2 separate regions of the Sus scrofa genome follow, and region 2 is linked to region 1. The links are chromatin contacts, called in public Hi-C maps. All regions are on one chromosome and are shown on one strand. Each heading gives the region's core, a stretch centred on a gene start, on an enhancer-like site or on the middle of the called end of the contact. The rest is flanking DNA. Distances are from core to core; before and after follow the strand shown. Region 1 holds the start of IPPK (inositol-pentakisphosphate 2-kinase). Region 2 holds the start of BICD2 (protein bicaudal D homolog 2).

Region 1 (3,369 bases), core at 324-2,823:
GTGGGGCCAGGGATTGAACCCACGTCCTCATGGATACTAGTTGGGTTCATTACCGCTGAGCCACAGTAGGAACTCTGGGGTCCTCAGTCATTTTTAAAGAGTATAAAATGGTCTTAAGAGGGAGCCTGAGAACCACTAATCTAATTTAATCCTCATTGTAGCTCTATGAGGTGGTATCATTAGTCCTACTTCAAAAGTGAATAAAGACTCGGAGAAGGGCAGAGACCTGCCCTTTGCTTCACTGACATTAAGTGCAAAGGCAGAATTAAAATGTCACGCTTAAGGTGCGTCACTCAAGAGTCAATGAAAACTATTCCTCCAGTAGGCAGATAGGCTAGGGGGGTCCCTAGAAAAAAAAAAAACAGGCATGGTTTTCTTAGCATAAGAGAAGCCACTTTTGGCCAAGGGCTGCACCTGTGGCATATGGAGGTTCTTAGGCTAGGGGTCCAGTCGGAGCTATAGCTGCCAGCTTACATCACAGCTACAGCAACACCAAATCTGAGCTGCATCTGCCACCTACACCACAGCTCACAGCAACGCTGGATTCCCAATCCACTGAGTGAGGCCAAGGATCGAACCTGCATCCTCATGGATACTAGTCAGATTCTTTTCCACTGAGCCATGATCGGAACTCCCAGTGATAATGATCTTAAGGGGACAAAAAAACAAATTGGTATCAGGCAAGAGAAATAACAACAGCAAGAATAAATTGGCTGCAGCAAAGATATATCAATTATAAAGACTCCCAGTTCTGTTTAGGACTTGAATCAACTAAAGCTTGGGCTCTGTGACTGCCCAAGCCCCTTCATGACTATGCATCTACCCTTATTTTAAAACTTCCTCATTTTTGCTTTATGGGGAGACACTGCTTTGGGAAAGATCCCTGATGTTCGCCTTAGTTGCTGCAAGTAATAAATCCTCCCTTCTCCCACTATGGCTTTGTTGTGTCTTTTGGCTTGACACCCACCAAAAGGTGAACCCAGTTTTTCATGCAACGTTTCAGCAAAAGCACCACTTAGGAGTCCACTTGCCTCTTTGAGCCATACTTCCTCATTTGTAAGGTGTGGATGACGGTGTTTCCACCTCCTGGGACCACTGGGATGTTTCTGCATTCGGTAAGAAGCAAACGGTGGTATTAACGCCACAAGTGAGAAACGTACCCCATTCTACAAAAAAGAAGGCTGAGACGCCAAGTACCTTGGTGAAGCCCCATGGCTGAGCAGTCTCCAGCCGTAGCGACCACCCACCCTGGCCCGCTCCCGGCATCCTTCCCAGCACCCGGCCTGCCTGAATGCCAACCCCGCCCCCCCTCCCCACTGGGACCCCTGGTTCCCAGCTCTCGGGGACCGCTACACCCACCCCAGCCCGCTTATATCCCTGTTCCACGCCGAGCCTGTCCCAGGCTCTTCCGCTTGCATCACTTCCGGCGCCATCCGGAAACCTCCCTTCCGGTTCCGCGCTCCGGAAGTGGGTCACTGTACCAGAACCTAAGATGGCCGCCAGCCCATCTGCCACACTTGTCACTAGAGAAGAAGCTGACGCGAACCCGGAAGTTGCCCGGCTTAGTCATGGAGCTGCCGGGGGCGTGGCTTCCGGCGGCCCGCGCCTGCGAGTCGGGGCAGCTGGGTCTAGCGAAGGCGGCGGCTGACAGGCGTTCTTCCCGGGACTGTGGCGGCTGGTGCCCAGGCGAACCAGCGGCCCCCAGCTCGCGGCCCCGCGAGGCTCCAGGGCCGCACCGGGGAATGGACGAGGGGAAGATGGACGAGAATGAATGGAGGTACCACGGTGAAGGCAACAAGAGCCTAGTGGTGGCCCATGAGCAGGTGAGGAATGGACTGTTGGCGCGGTTTGAGGTCCTCACCCTGTCCCCGGTGGGTTCCCTGTCCCCAGGCACCCTCTCCGCTTAAGTCGGTTCCCCATCCCCCCCGGCGCCCACTGCCTCCGGGTCAGTTTCCCAGTAGCCCTCTCTCTGTCGGTTGCTCGTCCTCCCGGTGTCATCGCCCCCGGGTTAGTTCCGCGTCTCCCCAGCATCACCCTCCGTTGGGTCGGTTCCTGGTCCCCCTTGTGTCACCCCCTTCTCCCCGGGTCGGTTTCGTGTCTCCCCAGCTCTCTCCTCCCTCTAGGTGGGCGCCATGTCTCCCCAACACTCCCCTGCCTCCACATCGGTTTTCCCTTCCCCCAGTCACCTCCGCCCCAGGTCTGTTTGGTGTCCCTCTAAAGTCCCCGACCCCGGGCTCACATGGTGCTGCCTCCAGTTGCCCAGTTGGGATGAGGCCGCCCGGGCTAGCTGTAGGCAGGATGGAGAATACGGGCAAGCTCAGGAGGAAGAAACCGAAGTGCTTGGGTGCTGTTACCTCCCAACATCTAAGTTCAGCCTCTCAGACGCAGGGAATTGCTGATGTCCCGCTGCTGTTGCTAATATTAGTGGAGCATTGTCCACAGGTTCTTCTCCAGAATAATTTAGAATTTATAGAATTTCTTTTGTAATTCAGTGAGGATGAGAGTTTTGGAGTGTGCAGTAAGAACTCCCATTGAGGTGAATCCAGGAAAAGAAGCTTGTGGATTTGTGTGAAGGATCAGATTCTTTAACATCTTGCTGTCTGATACAACCAGGCAGGAATGTGGTGGGCTGGGGGAGGAGCATAGGTGTCACTGAGGGCTTAAGAGCGTGAGAGTTGCAGTCACATAGAGCTGGGCAGAATCCCAGTTCTACCACTGCCTGGCTTAGGCTCAGTTTCTGCATTAGCAAAGTGGAACTAGTAACAGAATCCCTTTTGCAAAATTGCCAGAAAGATGAGGAGCTGGACAAGTTATGCAGGAGATAACTATCATCCCCCTTGGACTCAGCCATTGAGAGCACTGCTCCATCCATCTAGCATTTCCTGTGGGGTGGTGTGGGAACTGGGTATACCCTGCTCCTGAGCTTGGTGCACTGGAGCAGCTATAGGATAAGCTGCAGTCACCCAGGTGGCCCTTGTGTACTGCTTTTGCATTTTGTTAACACATTAGCACTGTTGGGAAACAGAAAAACAGAGGCTCCAGGCTTTGCTCGAGATCTTTAGATGAATTAATAATGGACTGAAGCCATACTTCTCTGCAGGCTGCTGGGCTTCATTGTGTTTCCAGGTTGGGCAAAGCCTTGGATATTCTGGCGTGAGCTCCTTTTGATGTTGGGTTGTTGTGGTAACCCGTGCATCCTTTCACAGTTCAAATGCTCATCTTCCAGTTCCTCAGAATGACAGCATGGTATATCTTCATTTTATACTTAAGGCTTCTTTTAGCTAATGTAGTAAGTTTCAAAGGAGTGTCACGTGAAGGAGCAAGTTCCAGACTCAGAGTAAAAGGACACCAGGCCTTGGGCCCTCAGAT
Region 2 (3,369 bases), core at 546-3,045, 89 kb before region 1:
AACTCATACAACTCAATATCGAAAAAACAAACCACCGATTAAAAAAATAGGCTGGAGACCTGAATAGAAGGTCTCCAAGGAAGATATATGGATGGCTAACAGGCCCATTTAAAGGTGTTCAACATTGCTAGTTATCAAAAAAATGCAAATCAAAACCACAATGAGATATCACCTCACACATCTAGAATGGCCATCATCAAAAGGCCACAAATAACAAGTTGGTGAGGACATGGAGAAGAGAACCCTTGTACACTGTTGGTAGGAATGTTAAGTTGGTGCAGCCACTGTGGAAAACAGTATGAAGGTTCCTCAAAAAACTAAAAATTGAACCATCATATGATCCATTAATTCCACTCCTGGATATATATCCAAGGAAAATACTAATTTGAAAAGATACATGCACCCCAATATTCATAGCAGCATTATTTACAATAGCCAAGTTACAGAAACCTAAATGTCCATTAACAGATAATAAAGATTATGTGGTGTATATATATAAAATGGAATTTTGCCATTTGCAACAACATGGATGAACCTAGTGTATCATACTAAATAAGTCAGACAAATAGTATATGTTATCACTTTTAATAGTAGATAAAGAGATAAAGAGAACAAACTAGTAGTTATCAGTGAGGAGAGGGAAAGGCGAGAGGGGCAAAATAAGAGTAAGGGATTAAGAGGTACAAATTATAAAATACTTAAGCTAAAAGGATATATTGTACAGCATAGGGAATATAATCAATATTTTATAATAACTATAAATGGAGCACAATCTTTAAAAATAGTGAATCATTGTGTTGTACACCTTACTCATGTATCATAAATCAAGAATACCTCAATAAAAATTTCAAGAGCTTGAGGAGTGACGGGATAGTTGCAAAATCTAAACTGCCTTCTCATAGGATAGTAATAACAAAGGAATACCCTTGCCTCCTGACAGGATTCTGCGAATTTAGCACCCTGATGCTCCTGCCAAAGTGCATAACCTAATCTAACCATGGGGATGCATCGGTGTGTACACTTATGGCTTGCATGCCTCAGAAAGATCAAGGTCAAAGAGACAAAGAGGGAGAAAGTCTCCCAGCCTGAGCGAGAGTAAGGACTTAACTAGAACCCATGCTACAAGGGTAGGGCAGGGACGCGACGCTGGCTGGCCACGCGTCTCTGATTCGAGGCCACTGCAGTGACCTGGATAATCCTAGGGCGCATGGAAATGCCTAATTCTTAGAAAACAAGCAGGAGGCGTTTCGTACTTATTTGAGGCGAAGGTGGGCTCTACTGCTAGCGGTTTGACCATATCTTCCACTAAATACGTCCTGGGCTAGGCTGGCCTCGCCTGTCTGAGCCACCGGATTACTGTCCTCACAGCCACCCCGCCCGCGGTGCCCCCGCCGCGCCGGGCGTTCCACTCACGGCGGTTAGCACCGTGCCCGGCTCCACCCACCCACCGCTCAGCGCAGTCCACGGCCACCCCGGCCACCCAGCGCACCGCCGACCCTAGCCTCGTAAGTACCGCTGGGGGCACCGGAAAAATATCAGTTTCCGGCCTTGCGACGGCAGCTGCGCAGGCCAATCGCGGGCGAGGGCTGGCGGTCGTAGGGTACGACGGGTCTTGTAGTCGGTGGGCGAGCGGGACTACGTACCCCACATTGCCCCGCGCGGCGGCTGCGGAGGCGACAGCATGGGACGGGGCGGCCCGGGACAGGGCGCAGGCCAATCACGGGCGGGAGAAGACTGCGCGTGAAGCACGTCGGGTCTTGTAGTTCCCGCGGGCGGGACTGTGGTCCCCACAGTGCCCCGCGCGACAGCGAGCTTACTGCGGCTGCGTGGTGGTGGCGGCGGCGGCGGCAGCGGCGGTGGCCCGGGCGCCGTCGGGCTGGGTGGCGGCGGCGGCGGTTCCAGGGGCGGCGGGCGGGAGCCGGGCTTGAGCCTCGGAGGGAGTGGCACGACCCCGGCCGTGGCCACCATGTCCGCGTCGTCCGAAGAGGAGGAGTACGCGCGGCTCGTGATGGAGGCGCAGCCGGAGTGGCTGCGCGCAGAGGTGAAGCGGCTGTCGCACGAGCTGGCCGAAACCACGCGTGAGAAGATCCAGGCGGCCGAGTACGGGCTGGCAGTGCTTGAGGAGAAGCATCAGCTAAAACTACAGTTTGAGGAGCTTGAGGTGGACTATGAGGCTATCCGCAGCGAGATGGAGCAGCTCAAGGAGGTAAGGAAGGGCGGCCGCCGCCACGCCCTCCGCGCCCCCACCCCGGCCAATCCCCACACCCGACCCGGACTCCTCACCCCCGGGTCAGACAGACGTCAGCGCCGACCCCAGAGCTGTCCTCCGACCCAGGCCAAACTGACCTCGACCCCGGGACAGGCGGACCCCCGAACCGACCTCATATCCCAGGCCTTTCAGGCCAGCACTGGGGCGCCCTGGGTCGGAGGCTGCGCTGCTGTGGGGGGCGGGCCCCAGATGTGGTGGGCAGTGCGCGCTGTAGAAATTCTGGTCTCTGTGGCAAGGGCTGCTGTGGGGCCGTGTGGCCAGCCTGTCTACAGGCTCCTGATGCCAGGTCTTGGGCACGGTGGGGTGGCGTCCTTTGCGGTATTTGGCTTTCTGGGTGGGGGCATGGGATGGACACAGGTGACCGCCTGGGGAAGGACAGGCACATTACTTCTTTCATCTGGACTCAGCCGCCTTCAGCGGTCTCACAGTCTTCCGTGAACGCTGTGAGGCCATACCAGGGCCAAGTCGGGGGCTTGCTTTGCATGTGGCCACTGCCTGGACTACCCCACTGTCCCTCCCCGTGCTCAGCTCTCTCTGACCTCCCCACTAGTTACTTCTCTGGGATACAGTGCTTCCTTTGTCCACTTCCTGTCCTGGCTGCCTTCTCAGGCCCTTCCTTGCAATTGGGTGACAGGTCTGTGGATGCTTGTCATTGATAGAGCCTTGTGTCTCCTGTGCGATATACACTTGGGAGATCTGCAAGGTGGATCCCAAGGTGGCCAGAGAATCTTGCAGCCAGAGAGCTAGGCAGCCTTCCCACAAAGTAATTCTCATGGGTGATTTAAACATCCTTTTCTCTCCCAGTCCTCCCTGACTCCCCAGCCTTGTTGTGGAGGTGGGGAGGAAGAAGTTGCTTTCTGAGTGAAACACCTAGGTTTGGACCGAAACCTTTTCCCTTCCTGGAGGTGTGGCTGTGAGCAGGGGCCTTAGTGTCTTGCTCTGTAGCATCCCACCCAGAAGGGGTTGGTCTGAGGGATATTTGAAAAGTCCGGGCAAGGTGTCAGGCATCTAGCCTGTCAGTTTCTGTGAGAGCCTGCCCCTGCCCCACTTGACAATTCCCTTTTCCAGAGGGACCCTTGGCCCCTTGGCCTCAGGATCCA

The links. Hi-C and Micro-C count contacts between places; a contact is called where the count stands out from the background.
Region 2: a Hi-C map of liver shows a contact between it and region 1, with 2.6 times the contacts expected there. The contact joins the promoter of BICD2 here to the promoter of IPPK in region 1. A contact is called at or near these places in 2 of 47 Hi-C or Micro-C datasets (heart right ventricle and liver) and 1 of 2 datasets of contacts at active chromatin or transcription factors (alveolar macrophages).

The regions. Positions count from the first base shown.
Region 1 is chr3:42,366,366-42,369,734 of Sscrofa11.1, reverse strand. It overlaps IPPK (inositol-pentakisphosphate 2-kinase), which reads left to right and starts at 1,573. Exons shown (of 13, transcript XR_002342483.1): 1 at 1,573-1,823.
Region 2 is chr3:42,455,247-42,458,615 of Sscrofa11.1, reverse strand. BICD2 (protein bicaudal D homolog 2) reads left to right here and starts at 1,795. Exons shown (of 7, transcript XM_021088132.1): 1 at 1,795-2,206. The coding sequence starts at 1,967. FGD3 (FYVE, RhoGEF and PH domain-containing protein 3) reads right to left here and starts at 1,544. Exons shown (of 21, transcript XM_021088137.1): 1 at 1-1,544.